Linked DNA regions of Cricetulus griseus: region 2 is linked to region 1. A link is a contact called in public Hi-C data. All regions are on one chromosome and are shown on one strand. The core of a region is the stretch at or near the end of the contact, and the rest is flanking DNA. Distances in the headings are between cores, read along the strand shown. Region 1 holds the start of Galnt1 (polypeptide N-acetylgalactosaminyltransferase 1). Region 2 holds the start of Znf24 (zinc finger protein 24).

Region 1 (5,200 bases), core at 546-3,045:
CCATGGAAAGATCTTCAAACTACCTTGTAAAATGCAAGCTTCATAAAGGCAAGTACACTTTGTCTTTTATTCACCACAGTATTCCCAAGACTAACACTTAACACACACGGCGCTCAATAAGTATTTACCAGATAAATAAATTGTAGCACACTTGGCTTTTTAATCCGTGAAATGTGCCTACTGAGTGAGGAGCTGAACTTTCTGAATTTAAGTAACCACATGTGGTCAATGGTTACCACCAAGTACGATCCTAAGGAAAGAGCACAAAGTCTAGGTCTGACTCTCAACTCTGCAGCTTGGCTTATGACCTGAAAACTTTAACTTCTTGGGACCTGGTCTTCATCTATGAATAATGAGGGCAAGATCTCCTACTTTCTAGAGTTCTTGGTACGATCATAAAGAAACATGCTACTTGCTATTAAGCACAAAGTGAGGTTTAGGTGACATTAGCTGTCCTCCAATAATCCAAGATCACAAAGACTATACTGCCTTTTGCCAGCACGTACCAGAAATGCCAAGCGAGTTTGGTTTCAGTGGCTTTGAAATAAGGCCAAGGTCATAAATTTGGTGGGGGGGGGGGGTCGGAGGGGGTCCTCTAGGCAAGGCTGACTAGGTAAGAGGCAGTGACGATGCAAGTCATCCCGATTCCTGGTCAGTCTCTCACGGCACCGTGCTGCGGGTGAGTGGCCTCTGGTTCATTCATTCCCACTGCCCGAAGCCCGCTACTTCCCAGGCACAGACCTCGGCCCCGGCCTGTGCGTCCTCCCGCGTCGCTCCGGACCCGCAGGGGTCCGCCCGGGACCACGGCAGCAAGTCCCACACGGCCGAAGCCAGGAGCCATGTTTAGCCCTACCTCTGTCAATAAAACAAACTTCCGTCTTCTGAGGAAAAAACGGTTTCTAACTCAATGTCAAACTAGGACGCCAACTCGCAGCTGTGCGCGGCCGCCCGGCAGAGGGAGACGCCGCGCGCCGGGCGGCCCGGGAGTCCCCGCCGCCGGACCCCGCGCCCCGGCCGCGAGACCACAAAGGGCCGAGGACGCGTCGGGGCCTCCGCCTCGCCCCGCTCCCGCGCCACCGGCCGGCCTGCCGCGCACTCCCTCACTCACCTCGGCCCGCGCGGCGGCGGGCGCTCCTCAGGCCGGCGCGGGCGGTGGCGGCGCGCTCCCGCGGGCCGCAGCGCGGGCGCTCCTCTCGGGCCGCCGTCCGCCGCGCCGCCTCCTCGGCCTCTGCCGGCGGCGCCCCCGCGGGCGGGCGGGCCCGGCACGAGCTCCGCCTCCGCCGCGCCCCCCCCCCCAGCCTCGGCGCCGGGCCTCGCGGGCTCGGCGCGCTAGTTCCCGCGAGCCTCATGCAGCCGCGGCCGGCGCTCGCCCGGCGTCTCCGTCAGCGCGGGCGCGCGCGCAAGGCCGGCCGCCCGCCCGCCCGCCCGCCCCGGGCGCAGTCCTCGCAGGCCGGTGCGGCTGCGCGGGGAGGCGGGGGGGGGGCCCGCGCTCACCGGATGCTCGACCCCTCCCCTGTGGCAGGCGCCCCTCGGCCGCCGCCGGCTGCGCCCCTGGCCCCGGCCGCGGTTGGTTCCGGCGGGCCGTCGCTTCCTGTCCCGCCCGCCCCGAGGCGCGGAATCGGGGTGTCGGGACGAGGGGCCTCGGGCAGGAGAGGTTGCCCACCTGTGTCCGGACAAAGACGGCGGCGTCAAGTCGAGCCTCGGGGAGCCGGCCGGCCGGTAGCGGGCGGCAGAAATCGAAGGCGCCGTCGCTGCGTTCAGGCCCGGGGCTCCGCAGAAGGCCACGCCTGATGCGGAGCCACCTGTGGCGGGATGAGTGGTTCGGTCGAGCCCGGCACCGGCGACTGGATGCACGACCGAGGGTGGGCGGTGAGGGGAGGCCACCGGCCCGCACCGCCGGAAGAGGCCGCCGGACCTCGGGGGACCAGAAAAAAAAAAAAATACCGCCCCCCCCCGCCCCTTCCCTGCAGAATAGGGGCAGCTTGCTGATGCCTTCCATCCGTTTCCCTGGTGAAGCAGACCTCACTACTCATTTTCAGAATCAAGCCTGGTCTCCCTGCACTGTGTAAGACACAACCCTGGGCCTCAGTCATGACCCAGGTGCAACCAACCAACTACCCGCCTTTGCATTTTTCTCAATAGCTCATTGAGAAGCCTGTATCTTACTGCTTGCCAACCACGAGCAGGAACCACGCGATAAGATCTCTTATAGTCGCTATTGGCCCCATTTTAATCTTTTGAATCTCTAATGTCAATAGACTCAGAGTGGAACTTTGTGCTGAGCCTTGAGTTAGGGTTCCAACTCGTCACAAAATGACATTGAAAATTATCTCTACAGTTATCTTGTTTTGCTTATCTACATATTCCAAGTGCTATGTTGGAAAGCAAATCCACCTCCCAAGTACTGGGATTATGGGCCGGGCAACAGTGCCTGCGTGACCTAAAAGGTGGCATTTTCAAAAAGTACTAATGTAATATTTTGAAACCAATTCAGTCATTAGCTTGTTAATGGTCCTCAGGGGAACTATATTTTGAATAAAATGTGGTCTTTAAAAGAAAAATATATCCAAAAAAAAAAAAAGAGAAAGAAAACTTGGGAGAAAATATTTGCATGCCATATATCTTATTTAGTATTATCTAATATTCGTATTCAGATTGTTAGAGAACTCAAGAAGGCTAATAATCCAGTTACAAGTGGATTAAAGAATACATTTTATCAAAGAAAATATTTAGATGATTACAAATAATGTTCAGAATCATTAGTCACTTGGGGAAATGCAAATTAAAACCACAATGGGAAAGCGCTTCACACCCACTACAATGGCTACAATTAAAAAGTACAAACCTAGACAAGAATGGTTTGTTGGTGAGGAGGTAGACAAATTACAACCTTCATGTATTATGAAACTATAAAACAGTGTAGTCACTTTGGAAAAGTTTCCTGGGTTCTTAGAAAGTTAACACAGGACCCTACAATCCCACTTACAGATATTTCCCTCAGAAAATTGAAGAGGTTCTTCTAGCTTGTTCATAAGTATTCATGTCATTTTTTATAATGGCCAAGAGAGAACAATCCAGATGTCTAAGAATTTCTGAAAGGATCAACAAGATGTATGCAAAGCAGCAAAGTACTCGTTAAAAACATCCTACACTTAGGTACTTCAAAATCAGTAAACCAAAACAGGACATAATTAATGGTTCATTTCTGTAATACCAGCATTAGGATGTACAGAGCAGAAAGAGCAAGAGTTTAGACCAGCCAGGTTACATGGCTAGTTTGAGATCAATGTGGGCCAAAGGAGAGACCCTGTGTCAAAATAATAGTAATAAGCTTAGTAAAAGGGACTAATGCAGAAGAGCACATACATGATTCAACCTAAATAAAATATCTAGAAAAACTGGATAGTGATTGGCGGTTGCTTAAGGCCAGGGGTAGAAATATGAGGACTGACCACAAAGTTAGAAATTTTCTTAAACAGAATAAGATAATGACTGTAGAAATAATGAACCAAAAAATAACTTAATGTGCACTTGAGGCAAGTGAATGTTGATTGTCAGATTGCCTCGATAAAACAAGTTTTAAAAATCCAGGTGTTGGTGGTGCACCCTTTAATCCCAGCACTCGGGAGGCAGAGGCAGGCGCATCTCTGAATTCGAGGCCAGCCTGGTCTCCAGAGCGAGTGCCAGGATAGGCCCCAAAGCTACACAGAGAAACCCTGTCTCGGGGGGGAAAAAAAAAAAAAAAAGTGTGTTCCACTAAGAAGCCTAAAATAACATCTTTTGTATATTTAGAAAATATTTTGCAATTAAAATAGTACCTCAAATCAAATAGAAAACTGTGTACTGTTTGCATTGTATGATGTAATAAAATGCACTTTCCTCCACAGGTGGTCTAACCAAGTACATTTACCCCCTCGTCACCTCAGTGTCTACCTACTACTAGTCATTCAAAAATGTGTCTTGACTTTATCCACTAAACAGGGTAGAAAGGTGGCATGTTTCAGGGCAAGAAGGAACTAGTGTCAAGATTTGTCAAGAAGGAGTAGGTGAAAGGGCACAGATCAGGTTTTTGAAATAACACATGAGGGAATCCAAAGTAAAGAATAACCCACATATATTTTCTGGTGTTTGGCTCTGTTGTTACTTCTCATTCACACTGTGCCCAGAATTCAGATTTCCCCCGTCACATCATTATGAGTCTCCGGAGCAGCCTTTGGGCTGGATAATACAGATCAAGTCTTTTGTTTTCGATTTGATGGATTTTTAAATGAATTTTTATGATTTTCTCCATTGTAAATGAGTCCTAGTCATTTGTCTCCAACTAGCTAAAAAGTAAGAAAATGGTTCCTGTAACCTGTCTGTTTAAGGGAGAGATGTGGGAGTCGGTGATTAATCTCGACAGGATTCAAAATCACCTAGAAGACAGATAACCCTTCTGGGTGTGTCTGTAGGAGTGTCTCCAGGGAGGATTGACTCAGATGAGAAGATCCACCTTGACTGTGGGGTGAGGTCCCCGACTGAATAAACAGGAGTGGAACATCAGTGTGTATCTCTCTACTTCTGATTGTGGATGCAGTGTGACCAGCTGCCTACCCTCCTGCACCCATGCCTTCTCCACCACGACAGACTGCTATCAAACTGTGGACCAAAATAGACCCACCCCCCCCCAATAAAACCACCTTCCCTTAAAATACCTTTAGCAGGGTTTTATCAAATAAACTAGAAAGGTTACAGGGATGCTGCCTACTGCAGAGTAAACTACCCAAGAGCAATTAACCAAAGCGATGAGAGGAAATGTTGGTTATACATAGTTGAGTATCAAGCACCCACAGGTGGAGAAGAATGGCAAAGATGATGAATGAAAGGGACCAGCAAGCTGCTGCATGTTGCTGCATGCCTTTAAACCCAGCGACTGCAGGCTGAAGCAGGAGGATGGCAAATTCAAGGTCAGCCTAGTGGATTATCAAGACCCAATCTGAAAAACAGAAAGGCTTAAGGTGTAGCTAAGGGGAAATAATCAGACTAGCCCCAAAAGCCAAATGACCTAAGTATTTAAACTGAACAAAACTTTCATGCACCATCGTTTGATATTGTTTTCTTAATTCACTGTTTTTGCTTTCGACAGTCAAAGTCCTGGTAACCCTAAACTCCTGTAAACTGAGAATTGTGGTTGTGCTCTGTCTTGCCCAGCTCCATTACA
Region 2 (5,162 bases), core at 1,280-3,779, 170 kb after region 1:
CTGTGTAAAGGCATTTATCTGGTAACATAAGTTTTATAAAACCTCAGGCCTTACTCATGTCACATCTATATTGTCACTGCCTTGTACAGCACTTGGAGTGAGGTGGGTTAAAGCCACAGGCTACATAAAGAGGGAAAACTGGCACCTGTAAGATTTGTGTATCAGTTGTGGCTGAACTTACACTGTCGTATACACTGCCCAATTTAAAAAAATTTTGACTACTAGTGATTCATAAACTAAAATGGTCTTCCTTATCAGCAAAAGAATGCATGCAGAAACTGTTGCCCTGAAAAATTACTGTGTTGCTGGTAACACTATGATTGACATTCTGTTTTATAATTTATTTGATAATATACAAGGTGTTATTTGGCACTCTCTTTTTGGTTGTAATATGCAGATGCCTTGGGATATACTTAAAGCCAATAATCTGAAAGGAGAAAAACTGTGGTTCATGAAGATGTTGAAGAGAAGGCACTATTTGTAATTGAGAAAATCAGATAGAAGGTGAGTATTCAACACTATAGTTAAGTAAACATTGATGGTCAAAATGATAAATGCAAGATTATAAAAATTAGAGTACATTAAGATGAGTATGTGATTGTTTTTAAAAAATGGCTCATCTAGCATCAAAATAATATTGCTGGGGATGGGGACAGCTTAGAGGTAGAGTCCTTGCCTTCTATGTACAAGGCCCTGGATTGTATGCTCCATAAATAATAGTTTTAATAGTTACCAGAAGTTGAAAACTCCACCCAGAAGTCTTTTTCCCACGAGGCCATTTCTTTGGTCTCTTTGAACCTGCTCCAGGGAGAGCACTTTTCTTAGTCTTGTCCCTGTTCTCTGGCAGGTTCTTTGCAGCCCTGGCTGGTCTCCTATTAACATGTCATCACCGCTGGGCAGGGCTTTTTCAGAAGCTGGAAATCACTCACATACATGAGTTAATGGCTCTTAGCTCCTTCAGGAGGGCATCTTTGAAAGTGGTTGATGTTAAGGACAAGGGCAGTACTTCAGTAGTAGTTTCTGATTTTAGTTGTCTGGTTGGAAGAGGGAATTTTGTTGTCTTGTTTCCATTTCTATCTTTAGTGTATTTTCAGAGCATCTGTAAGGAGATTCCCACACCCTTGGGATTAAGCCTTATAGCCCTGGGGTATTGCCAGGCAAAATGATTGCAAAGTTAAAGGAGTCATCAACATGCCTTCTACAAATCCTGGAAGAGCCCGATGGACTTCTCATAGGAAAGACGGAGGAGGGGTGAAGAGCTCTTAGGAGTCACAAAAGAGAGTAGCCAAGCTGGAGCCTGGGTGAGGCCAAATGGGACAGTGAAATGCTGGATAAAGCCTCCCAGTGAAGAAAGGAGTTAGCAGGGGTTATGGGAAGGTGAGCTCTGGCTGGAATGAAATGGCTTGCTGTTTGGTCAGCTGCTTGTTTACTGCTCATTCACTGACCCAACAGAGGCTCTGGACACTTGCAGAGACCCTTTCCTGAATGAGACAATAAGGCAAAGCTTGAGGACCTTTTCAATGTTTTGCAAGGCTTGACCTATGCTCCAACAAAACTTTCCAAAACAGGGCTCTTTTGTGCCATTTCTGAGACTTGACATGTGACCTAGCAAAGGCTGCAATGTCGACAGCCCACAATTCATTCATTTATTCAAAGAAAACTTTGTACTTATTGAGTTTTCTATATGCCAGCTGGCATCCTGAAACTAGGTGGGGGTACTGTCATAACCAGGACAGAGAGGACAGAGACGACTCCACCTTTACTGGACTTTCAAAGCACAATTCTAAGAGTGCCCCTAAGCATATGGAGACCACCTGAAAGAGGGTTGGTCAGTGAGGCTGAGGCTCCACAATAAGCTGGAGACATAGCCAGAGGGAAAAAGCAGGCAACAGACCATAGACGAACTGCAGGACAATTTAACAAATTTTTAGTGTCATAGTTCCGGTAGTTGTAATGCACCGGAGGACTTTAGAGGAATGAGGTGGTCTGACTGATTATGACTGCAGCTGCTTTTTGACATGAAATACCCAGTATGCTCAGATTGTGCAAATTCCCAAAGTTCTCAACTAGCCTCATCTTGTTTGATGACTTGTTATAATCTTTGTTAACACAGCTAGTGGGAGGCAACAGTCTGAGCCATGTTTAAGTGCAAACCTGACTTCCTACTTATAATGAGATGTCGGCCCTGAAGCGGGACTACAAGTTCCTGCACTATAGGATGTGGGGGTAAAGGGAATTATTTATACGCAGAGCACAGAGGCTGTGTGTGCCTAGCACGACTGTGACAGGCTTTCAGAAATGTTCACTTTCGTTAGTTACTCCAGAGGGTTCCTACGGGGAGCACGGGACACTCGTGAAACTGCCAACTACCTTCCTCTAACTCCCCTTTCCTTTTTTGTGAAGTGGAACAGAGCTCAGCGCCCACTCTGGCAGAGGCGCAAGGCCAAGCTCGGCTTCAATACGGCCATTGTCATCAAGCCGCACCTCCCCCGCTTGCCGCGCGTCCCCATGGCAACTCGGGGCTTCGCCTGCCCCCCACCCCCGCCCCCCGTCCTGCGGACCGGAAGCCGTGCGCGCCGGGGGCTTGTGGGAAGAGGCTGTAAGCGACGGTGCAGCGTCTGCCCGGGACGGCGAGGCTGCGGTGGGTCCCGAGACGGAGGTCAGCGGCGTGCGGGGGCAGGGTTCGAGGAGGGGGCGCGGGTCGGGGCGCGGCGGCCGAGGGCCCGGCGTCGTTCGGCGTCTCGGGCGTGCGCGGAGAAGGCCGCGGCGGAAGGGCGGCGACGGCGGCCTGCCGCGCTTCGGGAGTCCGCCGAGCCTCTCGCGCCCGCGTCCTCGCCGATATGTCCTCCCCTCCCCCACCGACCGGTTTTGTTCTATTTCGAGGCTCTGTCCGCTCGCGGAGCGTTCTGGGAGTCGCTTAAACCGAGGTGGGATCCGTGGTTCTCGCGCACGGCCTTCTGGGATTTGTAGTCCCGCCGGTCTAGGGCGGAAGTGCCCGTCCTGTGTGGAGACGGGTGTTCTGGGGCCTCTGCGGCCCTTCGCGGTGGATGCTGGGAAGAGGACATCAGCGGGGATTACTGGGGCTGGCTGGGCTCGGCGCTGTGAGGCGGGAGGTCGTTGAAGACCAGGATCCCGCCAAGTGCTTGACGGCGTTTCTCCTCGTCTCATGAGCCTGGTGCAGTACAAAATAGAAGAAAAAGCAATTTCTATTACGTAGAAATGCTTGAGCCGTTGATAGGGTCTGGTCCAGGAATAGGAATAAATAACCTGGATTTTGCTAGCAGGCCATCATCCCACTCAAGAATATTTATGGATCTATATGGTCTGTCTGTTTGATACAGTATTTTTTGATTGTCTTCCTCTTGACAGGTTTCAATAAGATTTTCTTAAGTTTCTGTGTTTTGTGTGTGTGTGTGTTTTTAATATTCTTGGCTCTGATAAATAAACAGTAGCTGTAAAGCGTATTGTTCCGTTCATTTGTTTTGTTTTGTTTTTCCAGACAGGGTTTCTCTGTGTAGTCCTGTCTGCCCTGGTACTGGCTCTGTAGACCAGGCTGGCTTCGAACTCAGAGATCCGCTTGCCTTTTGCCTTCCAAGTGCTGGGGTTAAAGGCATGTGCCATCACCGCCTAGCTAAGCTTATTATTCTTAATGTGCTGTGAACCATGGCACCAGTATGATTTTGCAAATACTAAAAGGATCAGAAAGTAGCTCACAGATTTCCCCAAAGGAAAAGCTAGGGGAAGCTACTTAAGGAAAAAGACTCTGGGCCATTATGAGAAGTTGTGAGTGCTTTTTCCTAATAGAATTTGCTGCAGTTGATTAACTGTCACAGTAAGTTTAAATGCATGTATGGTGGTGGATGCCTAAATAACATTTGCATGTTATGTGCAATAGTTTCTTCTCCAGCGTTATGTGAACTGTGTCAAAGTGAATCTGTGACAAGATCTAACAGCCCAGTTGTTTTTGCTATGTAGATGAGGATAGTCTTATTCTACCTAGGTACTGGGATTACAGGTTTAGGACACCATACCCAGCTACTAGTGAACATTTTTCACATTTATTTTGTTTAGGAAGTTCCTAAACACCTCAGTTTTGTTTTTTTAACTTCAAAGCAGTGCGCGCACGCGTGCGTGCGTGCGTGCGTGCGTGGTGTGTGTGTGTGTGTGTGTGTGTGTGTGTGTGTGTGTGTGTGTGTGTATGCCCGTGAGTGTGCATTGGCCTTGAATACAGTCTCTAACCCCAGGGGTGGGGAGGCAGTTTACCTGGTTCCTACTCCAGACTTGCAAAAACAAAATGAAAAGTTGGGCGGGCTAGGTAGCTCATTAGGTAGGGGGCTTGCTCCAAGCCTGACAACCTGTATTGGATCCCAGATTCCACAAAGCAGGAGGAGGGAACAAGTTTCTGCATCTTGTCCTCTGACTCCCACACCTGTGCGGAGATGTATAAACACAAAATAAATGTCAAAGTTTTGAGTCCCACAGTTCTGAATATTTAGTTTCTTATTTTATGTATGTGTATACCACGTGTCTTCCTGGTGCCTAAGGAGGTCAGAAGAGTGTTTGTAGTGCTGGGAATAAAACCTGGGTCCTCTGCAAGGACAGCGAGCATTCTTACTTGCAGAACCCAAGGGTTCAGAACATTTGGAGAGCACTTCGATAGGTTGATTCTTACATGGGTTCTTTAGGCTATTTAATTGCCTTTTGTTACTATATGTCACAGACTGACAGTCTTTCGCTGGAAAGGGCCAGGTTGTAAATAAATCCTAAGTTGTTTTAGATCTTAGCAGAAATTGTTGAACCCTATCAGTGATACCTTTATAGCCTGAACCATGATTAAATTTAATGATTTATAAACAACAAATTTAAAAAATATTATGGGGCTGGAGAGATGGCTCAGTAGTTAAGAGCACTGGCTGCTTTTCAAGAGGACCCAAGTTCAATTCTCAACACCCATATGGCCATTCCCAATGTCTGTAACTTTGTTCCAGGGGTACCAGCACCCTCACACAGACACCCTTATAGGCAAAAACCAATGCACATAAAATAAACCATTACAATTTTTAAAAATATTTTTACATTTTGTGTATGTGTGTAGGCATGCACGTGCAATGCCACACTTGTGGAGACCAGAGAACACCTTGCAGAAGTAAAGTTCTCTCCTA

The links. A called contact is a pair of places that touch in the nucleus more often than the background predicts.
Region 2: a Hi-C map of liver shows a contact between it and region 1, with 2.2 times the contacts expected there. The contact joins the promoter of Znf24 here to the promoter of Galnt1 in region 1. A contact is called at or near these places in 4 of 8 Hi-C or Micro-C datasets (the CHK-Q cell line, the CHO-K1 cell line, fibroblasts and 1 more).

Annotation. Positions count from the first base shown.
Region 1 is chr2:212,983,235-212,988,434 of CriGri-PICRH-1.0, forward strand. It overlaps Galnt1 (polypeptide N-acetylgalactosaminyltransferase 1), which reads right to left and starts at 1,796. Exons shown (of 14, transcript XM_035440246.1): 1 at 1,664-1,796.
Region 2 is chr2:213,151,717-213,156,878 of CriGri-PICRH-1.0, forward strand. It overlaps Znf24 (zinc finger protein 24), which reads left to right and starts at 2,530. Exons shown (of 4, transcript XM_027400569.2): 1 at 2,530-2,659.